3 separate regions of the Sus scrofa genome follow, and all the other regions are linked to region 1. Evidence: chromatin contacts called from public Hi-C data. All regions are on one chromosome and are shown on one strand. The core of a region is the stretch at or near the end of the contact, and the rest is flanking DNA. Distances in the headings are between cores, read along the strand shown.

What was found. Hi-C and Micro-C count contacts between places; a contact is called where the count stands out from the background.
Region 2: a contact with region 1 is called in a Hi-C map of embryonic fibroblasts, with 1.6 times the contacts expected there. The contact joins the promoter of IL6R here to the promoter of ZBTB7B in region 1. A contact is called at or near these places in 1 of 5 promoter capture datasets (liver), 1 of 47 Hi-C or Micro-C datasets (embryonic fibroblasts) and 1 of 2 datasets of contacts at active chromatin or transcription factors (alveolar macrophages).
Region 3: a Hi-C map of embryonic fibroblasts shows a contact between it and region 1, with 2.1 times the contacts expected there. The contact joins the promoter of C4H1orf43 here to the promoter of ZBTB7B in region 1. A contact is called at or near these places in 1 of 47 Hi-C or Micro-C datasets (embryonic fibroblasts) and 1 of 2 datasets of contacts at active chromatin or transcription factors (alveolar macrophages).

Annotation. Positions count from the first base shown.
Region 1 is chr4:94,794,562-94,799,025 of Sscrofa11.1, reverse strand. ZBTB7B (zinc finger and BTB domain-containing protein 7B) reads left to right here and starts at 2,304. Exons shown (of 4, transcript XM_021089747.1): 1 at 2,304-2,421; 2 at 2,578-2,678.
Region 2 is chr4:95,378,968-95,383,532 of Sscrofa11.1, reverse strand. It overlaps IL6R (interleukin 6 receptor), which reads left to right and starts at 2,466. Exons shown (of 10, transcript NM_214403.1): 1 at 2,466-2,550. The coding sequence starts at 2,466.
Region 3 is chr4:95,518,539-95,523,341 of Sscrofa11.1, reverse strand. C4H1orf43 (chromosome 1 open reading frame 43 homologg) reads right to left here and starts at 3,339. Exons shown (of 7, transcript NM_001204390.1): 1 at 3,017-3,339; 2 at 2,523-2,624. The coding sequence starts at 3,082. It overlaps UBAP2L (ubiquitin-associated protein 2-like), which reads left to right and starts at 3,610. Exons shown (of 27, transcript XM_021089781.1): 1 at 3,610-3,712.

The DNA.
Region 1 (4,464 bases), core at 1,055-3,554:
CGGGGCCCCCAGTCAGCGTTTCTTGGCCGCGGCTCTCTCGGTGGTTTGGCGCGGTAAGGGCCCTGAGTTGGGGGAGTAGGCGGGAATTTCAAGTCGGGGTTCCCCTCTCTGACTTCTGAGTGAGAAAGGGGGGGGTGAACAGAAGAGAAACGTGAGAGGGGGTCACTGAAGAACTAACAGAAGATTCCAAGACTGTCGAGACTCAAGCGGGGAACAGCATTCCAGGCGCCTAAATATCCAAGCTGGGTCCAACAAGACGCCTGGTGGGACCCCCTGAGATGGGGGACTGGGCCCCTTCGCTTCTCTATAATAAGGGCTGATACCAAGGCGCCCTCCTTTCTATTCCCTCTGGCGGCCCTGGTTCTGCCCTCTCTGAGCCATTTTCCCGCCCCCCATTTCCTCGGGCCATGCCCTCTCAACCCTGAAGCAGCTCCTGTCCTTTTCACTTGTGCTTCTGGCACAGCCGTCTTTCCCCTGGCACGGCCCTTCCCCACGCTAGCGCGACCCCGACGGCTGGAGAAGGGAGGGAAAAACCCTGGCCTGGACACCATCGGCTCCCAGCCCTCAAGAACCGGTATCTGTCCGGCGGGGCGAGAAGAAAACCCGGAGCAGTGACCAGCCTCGGGACCCAAGGGGGACAGGGACGATAGGAAAACCTGGAGCGGATCACCCGAGTGAGAGCGCCCCATGCCTGCTGCTGCTACCCCTCCTTCCTAGAGCCCCCCTAATTCTCCAGTGAGATAATGTCTGGGGTGGGGGGCTGTTTGGTTTGGCCTGGGCCCTCAGGGGCGCCTCACACTTTCCGCCCCTGGCTGGGGAGCAGGGCAGCGGCCCCGAGGCTGAGTCACGGCCGGAGGGAGAGGGAGGGAGGGAAAGGGACTCCGCCCCTCCCCCCCCCCCCCCGAGCGGGGATCCCGGGTCAGCCCGGGTGAGGGCCAGGGCCCCCCTGGCGCCGCCCATTGTGGTCCAACAGGTTGAGCTGGTGTCCCGCGGAGCCACCTGCTGGAAAGGGAGGGAGGCCCCCTGCGGAGGGGGCTGGGGTTGGAGAAAGCAAGTCCGACCCGGTTCGGCCCGGCCGGCCGCGGGGAGCGGAACCTGGCCCGCGGTAGCCGGATTTGAATCCGTTTTACACTAGTGGGAGGGGCTCTTTGGGGTACGTAGCGCCGCAGGCCCAGTTGGAAGCGTCCCACACGCGCTACCTTCCTCAGTTGGGGGCACTGAAGTACATATCCTGGTCCCCCCGCAAACCCATTCTAAAAGACTCAGCCCCCCCCCCCTGCCACTTGGATCTCGGAGCGAATTCAAGTCCAGAGGTCCCTCCTTCACGGAGACTCAGTTTCTCCACTTAGGGGACGACGGATGGAGGCGGGGAGCAGGAGTGTGTGCTTGCCTCCCCCTCCCCCTTCGTGGACTTGGCCCCTCCCCTCTGACAATGCCAAGGCCGCAGCGGGCACCGGCTGGAGCTCAGAGGCTGCTTGCCCAGGGCGCCGTTCCCTCCCTGCGGGGCGCTGTCACGCGTGGGGAGGGACGCAGGGTGCCTGCAGCCTCAACTCCCCCGCTCCCTCTAAGGGGCGGGGGGCTGGGGCGTAGGAGCTGGAGTTGATGGCCGGGTGGTTCCCCTCCCCCTACCTCCTGGGGCCCTGACCTGATTCTAGCCCCTCACGGGACCCCCTCCTTCAATCCCCTAAATCCCCGCCTCGCCCCCACCTAGGCTATCTTTAACCTCCTCATACCCTTCCCTCCTGAGGCGCTGACCCTACAGAAGCCCCTCTGGGAGGAGTGGGAGCCCTTGATGGGGGTGCTCGGTTCCCTGGCCGCTGCGGACACTGCCCCCTCCTCTTCCCCTCCTCCAGGTTTCGGGCCAGTCCCTCGGCTCCGCCCCCTCCCTGGAAGAACGCAAGGCGGGACCCACTTGAGATGGGCAGGTGTTCAGGCCAATGGGTGGACAGGGCGGTGGAGTGCAGGGGGCAGGGCGGAGCTGCGGCGGAGGGCTGGAAGGGGGTCGAGGGCGGAGCTAGAGTTAAGGTGGACTGGGAGAGATAGGAGCAAGAGGAGAGGGAGAGGGAGAGGGAGGGGGGGAGAAGGACCGCGGCAGGTGAAGGGAGAAAGAGAGAAGGAAGGAAGGAGGGAAAAGAGGAGGGTGGGAAAGGCTCGGAGAGCAAAGTAAGAGCTTGGAAGAAGAGAGCGAAAAAGGAGGGAGGGATCCATTTGCGCCCTGCAGAGACTGGCTGGACCAAGGGGTTGAAGTTTATGTCCTTATTGGGCGGAGGGAGGGGGCCTGGGGGGGCGGGTGAAAAACCAGGAAGTGACAGAGGGTGTTGCTAAGGGTGGGGGGGAGTTTGGGGGGTGGCAGGGGGCGGGGGGAGGGAGGGGAGGGATGGGGGGAAAGCAAGCAGGAGGACAGGTGAGACAGCAGGACAGGTGAGGCGGGCCCTGAGGGGGGGGCGGGTGGGAGCCAGGTGAATGTACGGTTCTCAGCGGCCGAGGGGGGGCGGGCGGCAGGAGGAGGCAGAGGGCTGCGGAGGAGGAGCCCCCCAGCAGAGAGCGGCGAGCCACTGACCGCGGCCTTCTGACCAGGACCGGAGCAGGGCCCCAAGCCCCCGGGCCTGGCCGGGGACGCGTTTCTCCCCACACCCTGAGCCTCAGCAGCTCCAGCCAGCGGACCCAAAGGCGGAGAGGTGAGTGTACCCCATTTTTGTCTCCTGCCTCAGGGTCCCCTAGGCTTGAGACTACTGCAGTGTCCTTCGTCCGTCCTGAAAGTGGGACCCCCCCCACACACGCATGCAGACCAGATTCCCACCACTCCCCTTCCCGGTGCCTTCCCAATACTCCGGGTCTTTGGAATTGATTTTAACTGGGAGGAAAGGTAGAGATGGAACTACGGCTGCCCCCCCCAACCCAAGGCCGAGGGTCCCGCAGAAACTTTCTCTGCACTTCTGGAATCAGACAGACTGGCGGCTCCGGGATGGAGAGAGGGTGAGGCGGCGCTGAGCGCTCCCCCAGTCTCCTTCGTGACTTTAGGGGGAGACCCCCGACCCGACCGAGTTGAGGGAATGGAAATGCTGACGGACTCTAACTAGGACAACGCTCCCCCCCACCCCCACCGCGCCCCCTGGCGCGGTGGGTTGGACCCGGGCCAGTTGCATGGGGGGTGGGGGGAGCACTGGAGGAGCCGCGGCTTGGGGGAAAGTTACCGGCTGGACTATTCGGTTTCTTGCGCTTCCAGAGCTGCGCTCTCTTGCCGACAGTGGGGCTCAGCGACAACCTCCGAATGACTTAGAAAGACCCCTCTCTTTGCCGCCCCTCTATCTCACTCTCTTCGTTCAGGCTCCAGTACCGCCGCCACCTTTTCAAAGCCAGCTCCTGCCCCTAGAACCTAGGAGCCAGGGTGGGCGACTGGGAAGAATTCTCCCTACCACCCGTCTCCCCCACCGGCGCCGGCGCACCTGCCCCTACCCCGGGTGGGGGTCTCTACTGTGTTGTTGTAGAACCTAGTCTGAGCGCCGCTGGCAGAGGGCTGCCATTCAAAGGGGTGGGGGGCGCTGCTTTCAATTTCCAGCTTTCTCTCTCCCCTCCCACCCCACACCAAGTAAGAGAGCGACGTGTCCCGGCCAGAGCGAAGGGGGGGCCTGGGTGTGGGGGGGCGGCGTGGGCAGCGGGTTGTGCCCGGACACGTGCCTGCCCGGGCGCCCCGGCCCTGCTGGTGTTTGGAGAGAGGGCGGGTCCCCTGCCCCCCGCCCCGCACAACCCCCACGTATCAAAGGGCGGCTGAGACGTGGTGAGACCTCGGGGCGCCCTGGGGGGGGGGCAGGGAGCCCGGGTCCGGAGCAGGGGAGGGGCAGAGGCGCGGGTGCTAGCTGACCCACAGGAAACGAGCGCTGCTGACCTAGTTTGGGACACCGGAAGTGGGTGCTGGGGAGTGGGGGAGACCAGCAGGCTGTCCTGGCTTCCGGGCCAGGTGGAGGGTGTTCTTGAATTGACCCCCACCTGAATGCCTCAGAGACCCCTAGCTGCAGCTGAGGCCGGGCATGAGTCAGTGGAGCTATTTCCCCCTTCCCCCAACTTATTCCTGGAGGAGGGGACACTGTCAGGAGCAGGGGGCTCCAGATTGGGCAGCGAGGGGTTAAACAAGATGGGAACTCTCTGTTCCCTGAGGGTGTATATGTGTAGGGGGGTGAGGCCTGGAGGATTATGGGGTTGTCTCCTGCTCCCCCCCACACACCAACTGGTTTGGTCACCCCTGTACCCGCCTGGCACTGCTGGGAGAGCTGGCATGGAGTGGGCATCAGGTTGGGAGGGGAGAGTAGGCATATGGAGTGTTGTGCTGGGCCGGAGAAGGACATATTTGTGACTGAGCTTGGGTAGCAGTTAGTGTTCCTCCTTCGCGGTGACTGGGGAGAAGGGTAGGGGGCTCCCCCTGGAGCAGCTGATGAAATAAGAAGAAATCTCTGTCAGTGCCTCCTG
Region 2 (4,565 bases), core at 1,217-3,716, 580 kb before region 1:
GGTTTCGGATTCGATCCCTGGCCTTGCTCAGTGGGTTAAGGATCTGGCGTTGCCGTGAGCTGTGGTGTGGGTCGCAGAGGCGGCTTGGATCCCAAGTTGCTGTGGCTGTGGTGGAGGCTGGCAGCCATAGCTCCGATTAGACCCCTAGCCTGGGAACCTCCATATGCCGCGGGTGTGGCCCTAAAAAGGCAAAAGACAAAAAAAAAAAAAAAAAAAAAAGCCGTAATAATATTGTAGAAACGTATTTATATTCAGAAAATGAGGTTGAGAAAATAAAGATGGGCCAGATCTTTTAATATGAACCACAATACCAGCAATTTGCATATTGTTGTTCTCATCTTACACATCAGGAAATAGAGACTCAGAGAGGTTAAGTAACTTGCCCAAGTCACACAGCCAGCAAATGGCAGAGCTGAGATGGAAACACTATCTGTCTGACTCCCGGCTGATGGATTAGAGATGGGAAGGCCCCCTTTGGTGCAGGAGCCAGGTGGGGTCTGAGACACCTGTTCTTGGGCTTCAATAGCCCTCTTTCAAACTCACCTATCTGAACAGAAGGCTTTCTGCAGCCTTCTGGTTTTAGACTGCAGCTTGTAGTCCCTCTTTGATCATTTTCAGGTCTGTATCTGCCACAAGTAGGGGGAGGGGCAACCACAGTGGGAGCCCCACCGCAATGTCATTTTATTTATTATTTATTTTTTATTATTTAAAAAAATTTTTAGTGCTATACAGCAGGATCTCATTGCCTATCCATTCCAAAGGCAATTGTTTGCCACTATTAATCATATTTATTTTATTATTTTTGAGGGCCACACCTGTGGCCTGTGAAATTTCTCGGGCAAGGACTGAACCCGTGCCACAGCAGTGATCCGAGTCACAGGAGCGACAATGCTGGATCCTTAATCCACTGAGCCACCAAGGAATTTTAAACAGCAGGAGAAAGGGCCAGTGCCAAAAGATCTACCTTCCAACATGTTTTTTTCCCTCGCCTGTGGGTGTGGCTGGAGCAAGCCCACCCAAACCAGCCTCTGGCATGGGGTGGGTCGGGGCAGGTGCCTGGTTCTGCCAAGCACTGCTGATGGGAGGTTCCCACAGAGAAACCTAGAAGCACGCCGGCTGCATTGCAGAAACCCTATTTCTTCAGGCCGGATCCTATCCCCTGGGGGCTTCCACCAAACCATGCCCACTCCTGCTGCCCCAGGAGCCTTGGTCCTGGTCCTGAAGCCCAAAGTGGAAAAGCACATCTTCATAGGCACTTGCTGGGCCAGAAACTTCTCAGCCTAGACCTTATTTCAGTAATTTTCATTCCTTCCAAACTCAGCTCTGAGGCCACCTGTCAGATTCAGGGTCCCTGGGGAACCTTGGTGGGCCCTTTAAAGAGATGGTTGTGGTTGCTTCTGAAAGCCAAGTACCAGTTTCTATCTATCACATCAGGAGGGTGGACGTGCCTGTTTTGACATCGATGGAGCACCTGTGGTCTGGACCCTGTGTCAAGTGTGTAGATCTTTATAACCATGGTATCTTCATAACCATCCTGATATTGACTTTCTTATCTCTCTCTGACATAAGAGGAAACAGAAACTCAAAAGATTTCACACAGCTGTCACAGAAGGTGGAGGTCTGGAGGGGATACTTCCATTTGGAAGCTTCCAGAGCCCAAATCTGTCCCTGGCCTGTGCTGCAGGGAACACAGGCACGGAGAAAGGATGAACCTTTACTCTATCGAGGATCTCGATGCCCGAGCCTCATCCCAGATCCATTAAGTCAGAATCAAATCCATTAAATCTCTGGGCGTGAAGCGATACATCGGTGGCTTTGGGGGCTCCCCGAGTGATTCCGAGGGGGCAGAAAGGGCTGCCAATCGCTGCTTTACTCTAACAGTAAGAGGCACATCGCCTCCTCCAGGCTCTCCAGGTGCTCCTTTCACAGAGTAATCCTGGTCACGAAACCAAAAATCAAAACCGAGCTGGTGGCGTCTAATTCTCCTGTTCTCATCAATAGAAGGAGAGGGAGGGAGAGTTCGCCCCCGCTGGGCTCGGGGCTCAGGGCCTCGCGGCTCAGGTGCGGCGCTGCGGCCGGAAGCCACCCCCTCCGCTCGGCCGGTGCGCGGGGCTGTTGCGCCATCCGCTCCGGCTTTCGTAACAGCACTCTGGGCCGGCCGAGAGACGACTCCAGCGCGAGTTCCTCAAATGTTTTCCTGCGTTGCCAGGACCGTCCGCTGCTCTGAGTCATGTGCAAGTGGGAAGTCGCACTGACAAGGAGCCCAGCCAGAGGGAGCCGAGTCGAGTGCGGCGCGGGGCTCGGGGACTAGCCTTGCGTGCTGAGCGCGGGCCCCCCGGGGATGGGGGCTGCCCTCGGGGCTTGAGCCCGCCCGCCGCCCCGCCCCGGCCGCCCGGCCGCCCGGCCGCCCGCCCGCCTGCCTGGCTGCCTCTCTGGGATCATGGGGCATTAGCTGAGGAGGAAGCATGCTGGCCGTCCGCTGCGCGCTTCTGACCGCTCTGCTTGCCGCGCCCGGGATGGCGCTGGCCCCGAGGGGCTGCTCCAAACTGGGTAAGGGCTTCGGGCGCACCTGAAGGGCTTGGACAGCTGGTGGGTGGGGGAACCTCTGCGGCTGCCGCAGACTCAGGGCAGCGGAGGGAGGCAGGAGGGGTGACGGCCCCCCCTGGTCGGGGCTAGTTTGGGTCCCCGCGGCACAAGGTGCGGTCCCGGGCTGCCCCGGCTGTCCGGTGGCGGCCCCTCGCTCGCGCGCCCCCTGCTGCGTCCTGCGCCTTTGGCCGGGCGCGCTCTCCCCGTGACGGCTCTGTGGCCGGGAAGCTCCCTGCGGTCTGCGTCCAGGACAAGGTGTGTTCTCGTATGTCCTTCCCAGGGCCCCCGGGAATCCTTACACAGCTGTCCCGGGTTACTTTAAGAGGCGATGCCCTAGCGGAGTGGAGTTCTTGCCCGGGGCGTCCTTGGTACCAGCGCCCCGTTTGCCCCTCAGCTTTGGGGAAGGCACTCCTCCTGGCTCTCCCCTCCGCCCCCTGGGTTCATGTGTGGATGACAGTGCCTTGACTGTGAAGGGACTGATTTCATGGGCTCTGAGTCACGGACTCTCCCGCTGCCTTGTTGCCGGCACTCGCTTAGGCAGACACGAGCTCTAGCAAGCTGGATGCCTACCCCCTGAGAATTGAGGCCAAGTGGGGAGGCTGGCCAGGGATTGGGGCGGCTTGAGGCTGGCACACACTGGACTCCACTGCCAGACCACAGGAGGGGGAGGCAGGGGGACAGGGGGCACTTGTTGCTCCTGCGGACTGTAATCCGCCTCTGGCCGGCAGTCCTTTCTCTGGGCTCTGGCGGCATGCCCAGCTGCGTGTCTAGTCGCTCCTCTGGAGGAGCCGGGCAACTGTTTGTCCAGAGGTTTATTTTAGGGTCTGAGGGCTTCTTTGAGGACACAGTGGAAAACCATGCGGGCAGCCGGCAGGCTTCTGGGAACGGATTGCTGGCGAGGTGGGGGCTCTGGCTTTCACTGCTAGAAGGCACTGCTAGACCCCACGGTGCTCCTGCCCCAATGAACACCCACCCTCTGCCTGTCTCTCACTCCCTGCTGCAGAGAGCTAGAGGCTGATGTGCCTGCAGCTCTCTGCTTTCTGAATGGTTGTGTTCCTTGGCTTTGGAAGAGGAAGGTGAAGGGATTCTTTTTCTTGGCACACATTTATAACTCCTGTGGGTAGTAGCCATTGTTGATGGAGGCCTCTGGTGCTTGACATGAGTTTTCTAATCCTTCACCACGGGATCTAAATCTTACTTGGTTCCAAAGAAGAGACTGAGGGTCACAGAGGTTGGGATAGGAGGTTGTCAGGCTCAGTTGGTGGAGGCCCACTCCTCCATGTTCCTCTGCGCCCATGTGGTAGGTCCCGAAGACTCCCAAATGTAGAACTAGCCCAGCAGGCAGAGCTGGGGGTGTTTGGGGGGCAAGCTGAGGGTCCTCCTTGGCTGGCTGAGCTCTGGGCAGAAGAGGCCAGGGGAAGGGAAGGCCTAGGTTGGTCGGCTGTGCTGTCAGAGGAACCCGAGGCAGGGTTGAGGCCTGGGTCACCTGGGAGGGAGCAAGGCTTCTTTACCTGCCTCTGTTGCTACTCGCACCACACCCCAGGGCACCTGCCCCAGGGGAATGACTGCTGTGGCTGCCGCTTCCTTTTGCTTCTGAGTGATTGCAAGGTACGGTGAGGGCAGCCGGTTGCAATCAGTTCTCCATTTTCCTGGTCCTTAGGTGGGACAGGCAAAGTGGTCTCAAGGCCTGGATGGCCTGTGCAAGGCAGAACTGAGAGTTTGGGGAGGAAGTGAAAGCCCTCCCAGTTCAGAAGGAAAATGCAGAGAAGTAGAAAATACCCAGCTCCCCCCTCCCACACGCACACAGACTCAGCCCACAAACTCAGAGCAAAAATAAAGACCTCGCACAGGAAACATGGAGCGAATGACTGTGAGCGCTCTCGCTTTGGAGAAGAGAGGGGCCGGGGGGAATTGCAGAGGCTGGTTTAGAGGGGGAAGTCCGCTGCTTCCCGGGCTGTGGGCTCTTGTAGCCAGAAGGC
Region 3 (4,803 bases), core at 2,090-4,589, 720 kb before region 1:
TCACATACTTATCTTCAGTTTTTCTTTTTTTTAATTTAATAATTTTTATTTTTTTCCATTATAGCTGGTTTACAGTGTTCCGTCAATTTTCTACTGTACAGCAAGGTGACCCAGTCACACACAAACACATTCCTTTTTCTCACATTATCATGTTCCATCATAAGTGACTAGATATAGTTCCCAGTGCTACACAGCAGGATCTCATTGTTCAACCATTCCAAAGGCAATAGTTTGCATCTATGAACCCCAAATTCCCTGTCTATCCCACTCCCCCCCCAGCCCCCAGCAACCACAAGTCTGTTCTCCATGCCCATAATTTTCTTTTCCATCTTAGGTTTATTTTCATTCCTTATGGTATTTCGGAATACAAGTACATCATTACATATGCATTTTCAAGTGGACATCTAGATTAACACTGTTTTTAAAATACTGTAAACAATGCTATATCTTTGTATGTCTTCCAATACATATGGCAAAACTTAATTTCTTTATGCTAGGAGTGGAATTATCAGGCTGTGGATTAAGTAAATTTGCAACCTTACTAGACAATGCCCTGATATTTCACAAAGAGGTTTTATTAATCTACACCTCCATCAGCAAAAGATGAGACTTCAGATTACAGAATTATTACTTTTTTATTATTTTTGCTTTTGAGGGCCCCACCTATGGCATGTGGAGGTTCCCAAGCTAGGAGTCAAACTGGAGCTCCAGCTGCTTGCTGACACCACAGCCACAGCAACGCCAGATCCAAGCTGCATCTGCGACCTACACCACAGCTCACAGCAACTCGGGATCCTTAACCCACCGAGCTAGGCCAGGGATAGAACCCGCACCCTTATGGATTCCAGAGAGGTTTGTTAACCACTGAGCCACGACAGGAATGCCTTTTTTTTTTTGCTTTTTAGGGCTGCACCTGCAGCATATGGAGATTCCCACGCTAGGGGCTGAATTGCAGCTGTAGTTGTCGGCCTACAACCTATACCACAGCTCACAGTAATGCTGCAACCTCATGGTTCCTAGTCAGAATCATTTCTGCTGTGCCAGAAAGGGAACTCCCAACAGCATTGTTTAAAGCAAAAGGAATCTTGACCTCACCTAGCCCTGAGTGGAGAATTCTAATAGCCAAAGTTTTGATTGGTCCATGACATACTAGAAATCAACCCTATATTCCTTTTACAGAAAGCAGTTAGCATTTGCAGTACCGAGGGAACTTGGAGGCACTGTGGAAGTTTCAGCGTACAGCATCTTCTTTGAGGCTTTCCATGAAATATATCAACACGGAAAAGGAGGAGGAAATTATATCATTAGTTAAAGAAAGGAGTTCCTGTTGTGGTGCAGTGGAAACAATCCATGAGGATGCAGGTTCTATCCCTGGCCTCACTCAGTGGGTCAAAGATCTGGTGTTGCTGTGAGCTGTGGTGTAGGTTGCAGACACGGCTCGGGCTTTGACCTGGCACGACTGTGGCTGCAGTATAGGCCAGAGGCTACAGCTTCAATTTGACCCCTACCTAGCCTGGGAACTTCCATATGCTGCAGTGCAGGTTTGATCCCTGCCCTGGCAACTTCTGCATGCCCTGAACATGGCCAAACAAAGAGCAGCAGACACCTTTTACCCAAAAGTGGAAGACAGAAGCAGCAGGATAGGGGTGGCAATGGGGTATCAAGAGTTCTGACTTAGACATTTTAGGTATGAGATGCTTATCACATCTACTTGGAAATTTTTAGGTAGGCAATTGGATGTGTAAGGATAGAACTCTTAGGAAAGAGGTATGGGATAGAGATACAATTTAAAAGTGGAAGACAGAAGAAGCAGGATAGGGGTGGCAGTGGGGTATCAAGAGTTATGACTTAGACATTTTAGGTTTGAGATGCTTATCAGACATCTACTTGGAAATGTTAGGTAGGCAACTGCATATACAAGGATAGAACTCAAGAAAAAGGTATGGGATAGAGATAAAATTTCGTCAGTAGATATTTAAAGCCAAGGAAAGGAAGGCAATTACCTAATAACTTAGTTGCTCACTTCCTGTATACACTCAGGTAAGTAGCTTCCTTTTCTTAAGTTTCAATTTGTAACATGAATGACGGAACTAGATGACTTACAGGGCCTTTATAAATCTAAAGTTGTGCAAAGGCAACCATTCTCACTGATCTGGGGTTAAGTTTAACCACCCTAATCCCATCCTAAGACAAAATTAGAAAAAAACCGCCCAAATAGCACAAAGTAGCCTAAGTTTAACTGGGAAATATACCACAATGTTTTGGGAATCTTAATCCAAGTCCTCCGTTGTGCATATGCAAAAACTTAAGCTCCTGGATAAGCTGCATGCTGTGCCATAACAGTGAACAGGTATGCCAAGACCCAAGATGACTTTTATTGCTCAATATACTAAAGTCAGCGCATGGGTAACTAAACGAGAAAACGTGGGAATTAAGTCAGTTCTAAAGGCAAAGTAAATCTTATTCTGGGCCGTAATAAATCAGAAGAATCAGGCGGCCTATCTCGTACCTTAAGGACCTACCTTGGGAGCATTGTGTCCCACAGGGACATGAGGGCCCCTTCGGGATTTCATTGCAAAGCGCATGATTTGCCTCTTCACAAAAATAAATAGCAGTACAAACACCTGTCCAAAAAATGAAAAAAGTAAAGAATCTTTAATTAAATCGTTCCAAAAAAAATGCCTTCGTTTCAAATCCCCCAATTCGGGTTCTCGAGGATGCTTTGGGTAAAAAAGTTGGGGCAAAGCAAGGCCATCAGCGACGGGGTGGATACAGGGAAGCCTGCAGCGGAGAGGCGTGAGGGTCTGCATCCTAGGGTTTAGAGGGAGGGTTCTCGGCTAGAGGCGGGGCGGTCCGAGTCGGTGACTTCTGCTCCCAGGTACTCCTGGGATAGGAGTCAAAGCCCAGAAAAAAGCGCAGGTGAGTGGGTGGAGAATGAAGACAGGGCGCTGCTCAAGAGGAGGGCCTTTACTGGGTCAGACGCGACAGCAGGGACGGGTGGGGGAAATCTCCTCACCAGGCTCCCGTAGGCCATCACCAGCACGACATTCACGCCGGACAGCCAATTACTGCCAGACGCCATGGCCTCCCCACCCTGCGCAGAACTGCTCCGGTTTACCCCGCTGCACTGCCTCGTCAGCCCGGGCTCCGCCGAGGCAACAGCGCTTGGGTTCCCTGAAGCGCCCCGGCCATTTCCTTACGGGGAAAGACCAAAGCTGACCGGGCCTGAAAACATGGCGGTTGGGGGGGCTAGGAAAGAAGAACGACGCCTTCCCGCTTCCCCCCAACACGTGACTCAGGCACGCAATGGCAACCGGGACCCGCGGGTGCGGAGACGCGGAACTAAGCCAGTAAGAGGAAGCCGAGGCCATCCGTGCGTCACGTGGTAGAGGCGGGGCCGCAGCGGAGGAGGCGGGGCGGACGCGCCGAGCCGGAGTGAGGTGTCTCGTGGCGGGGCGGCACGCGCACGCTTGCGTGCGCGTCCCTTTTCGCGTCACGTGCTGGGGGACGCAGGAAGGCAAGTGGGAGGGGGAAGGCGCGAGAGCGAGCGCGAGAGGGAAAAGGAGGGAGGGGGGTGGGGAGGAGGGAACCTTATATCACGTGACAGGGGCGGCGCGGCCCGGGGTGTCAGTGTGGAGGAGACTGAGGTAAAGTTGGGAGCGCAGCGGCGTTGGCGGCGGCGGCGGCGGCAGCGGCAGCGCGGCGGGGCCGGGTATTGTCCGCGGCCCCTTTAAATCCGCGATCCCCCTTTTACCCTCCCTCTTTTCTTCCCTATCCCCGCCGTATCCCCCTCCCTCGGTAGGCCCCCCCCCGCACCGTGTGTTCCCCACTGTACACCCCCCCCACCTAGTCGTGCGAGTCCTGGCGCCCCCCCACCCCTCGAGTCGGCCGCTGGAGGTTTTGTTTATGGTTGGGTTCGCGGCCTACTGGGCCGCGCCAGAGCCGGGGCCTCGATTTGGGAGCGTGGCCGGGGCGGGGCTTGGGGCAGCTGGAGGGGGGGCCATGCGGCTAGAGCCTGAGAGGGGGAGAGCGAGAAAGAGCGCGAGCGAGCGAGGCCTGGGCCTTGCCTGAGGTAGGGGCCTCTCTCTACCCTGGTCGGTGCCTGTGGAGAAAACGAGAAGGCCTCCTCCCTTTCCAACCCTCTGCGGGCCTCCTCTGATCCGGATCCGGCCTGGTTTGGGGGTGGCGGGGGGGGGGGATGGGGGAGGGAGGGCGTTGGGGTGGAGCTGCCCCAAACTCCCCCATGTGGCCCTCAGTTTGGAGTGCGGAGGATTAATTTGTTCCGGGTGGGAGGTAAGGAGGCGATTGGCCCCGTGAGCTCCCGATGTGGCGCTGAACGAGGTGAGCCTCCCATCCTCCGCGCGTGGGCTTGCGTCCCCTCTCCGTTTCCAGCCTCTTTGTCAGCTCCTCTTATTACCCTTCCTTCTTTCTCACCGCCCAGGCTCTCGAAATATATTTTTTTGCTGCTGTCTTTGGCTTCCTGTCGTCCATACTGTAGTTTTGGGTACCCCAAACAATTATGCTATTTGGGAGGCTGGGCATACAGGCTCCCAGAGGATGTATTACGCCTAAGGGACGTAATTAGAGCAGTAGGGTATTTGTCCAATCTTCTCATAGTGGGACAGAAATTCCAAATTTCTTCAGACCCTTCACCTTGTGGACAGTCGCTAAATTGCTTTGCAAACTGATGTCACAAACAGGAGGCTGCTCCTTTTCCACCGTTCTTGAAATGTAGCCATCTCTGGTGTAGGATGTTGTGGGGGGAAAAAAAAAACCAAACAAACCACCACAGTAACAGGCCTT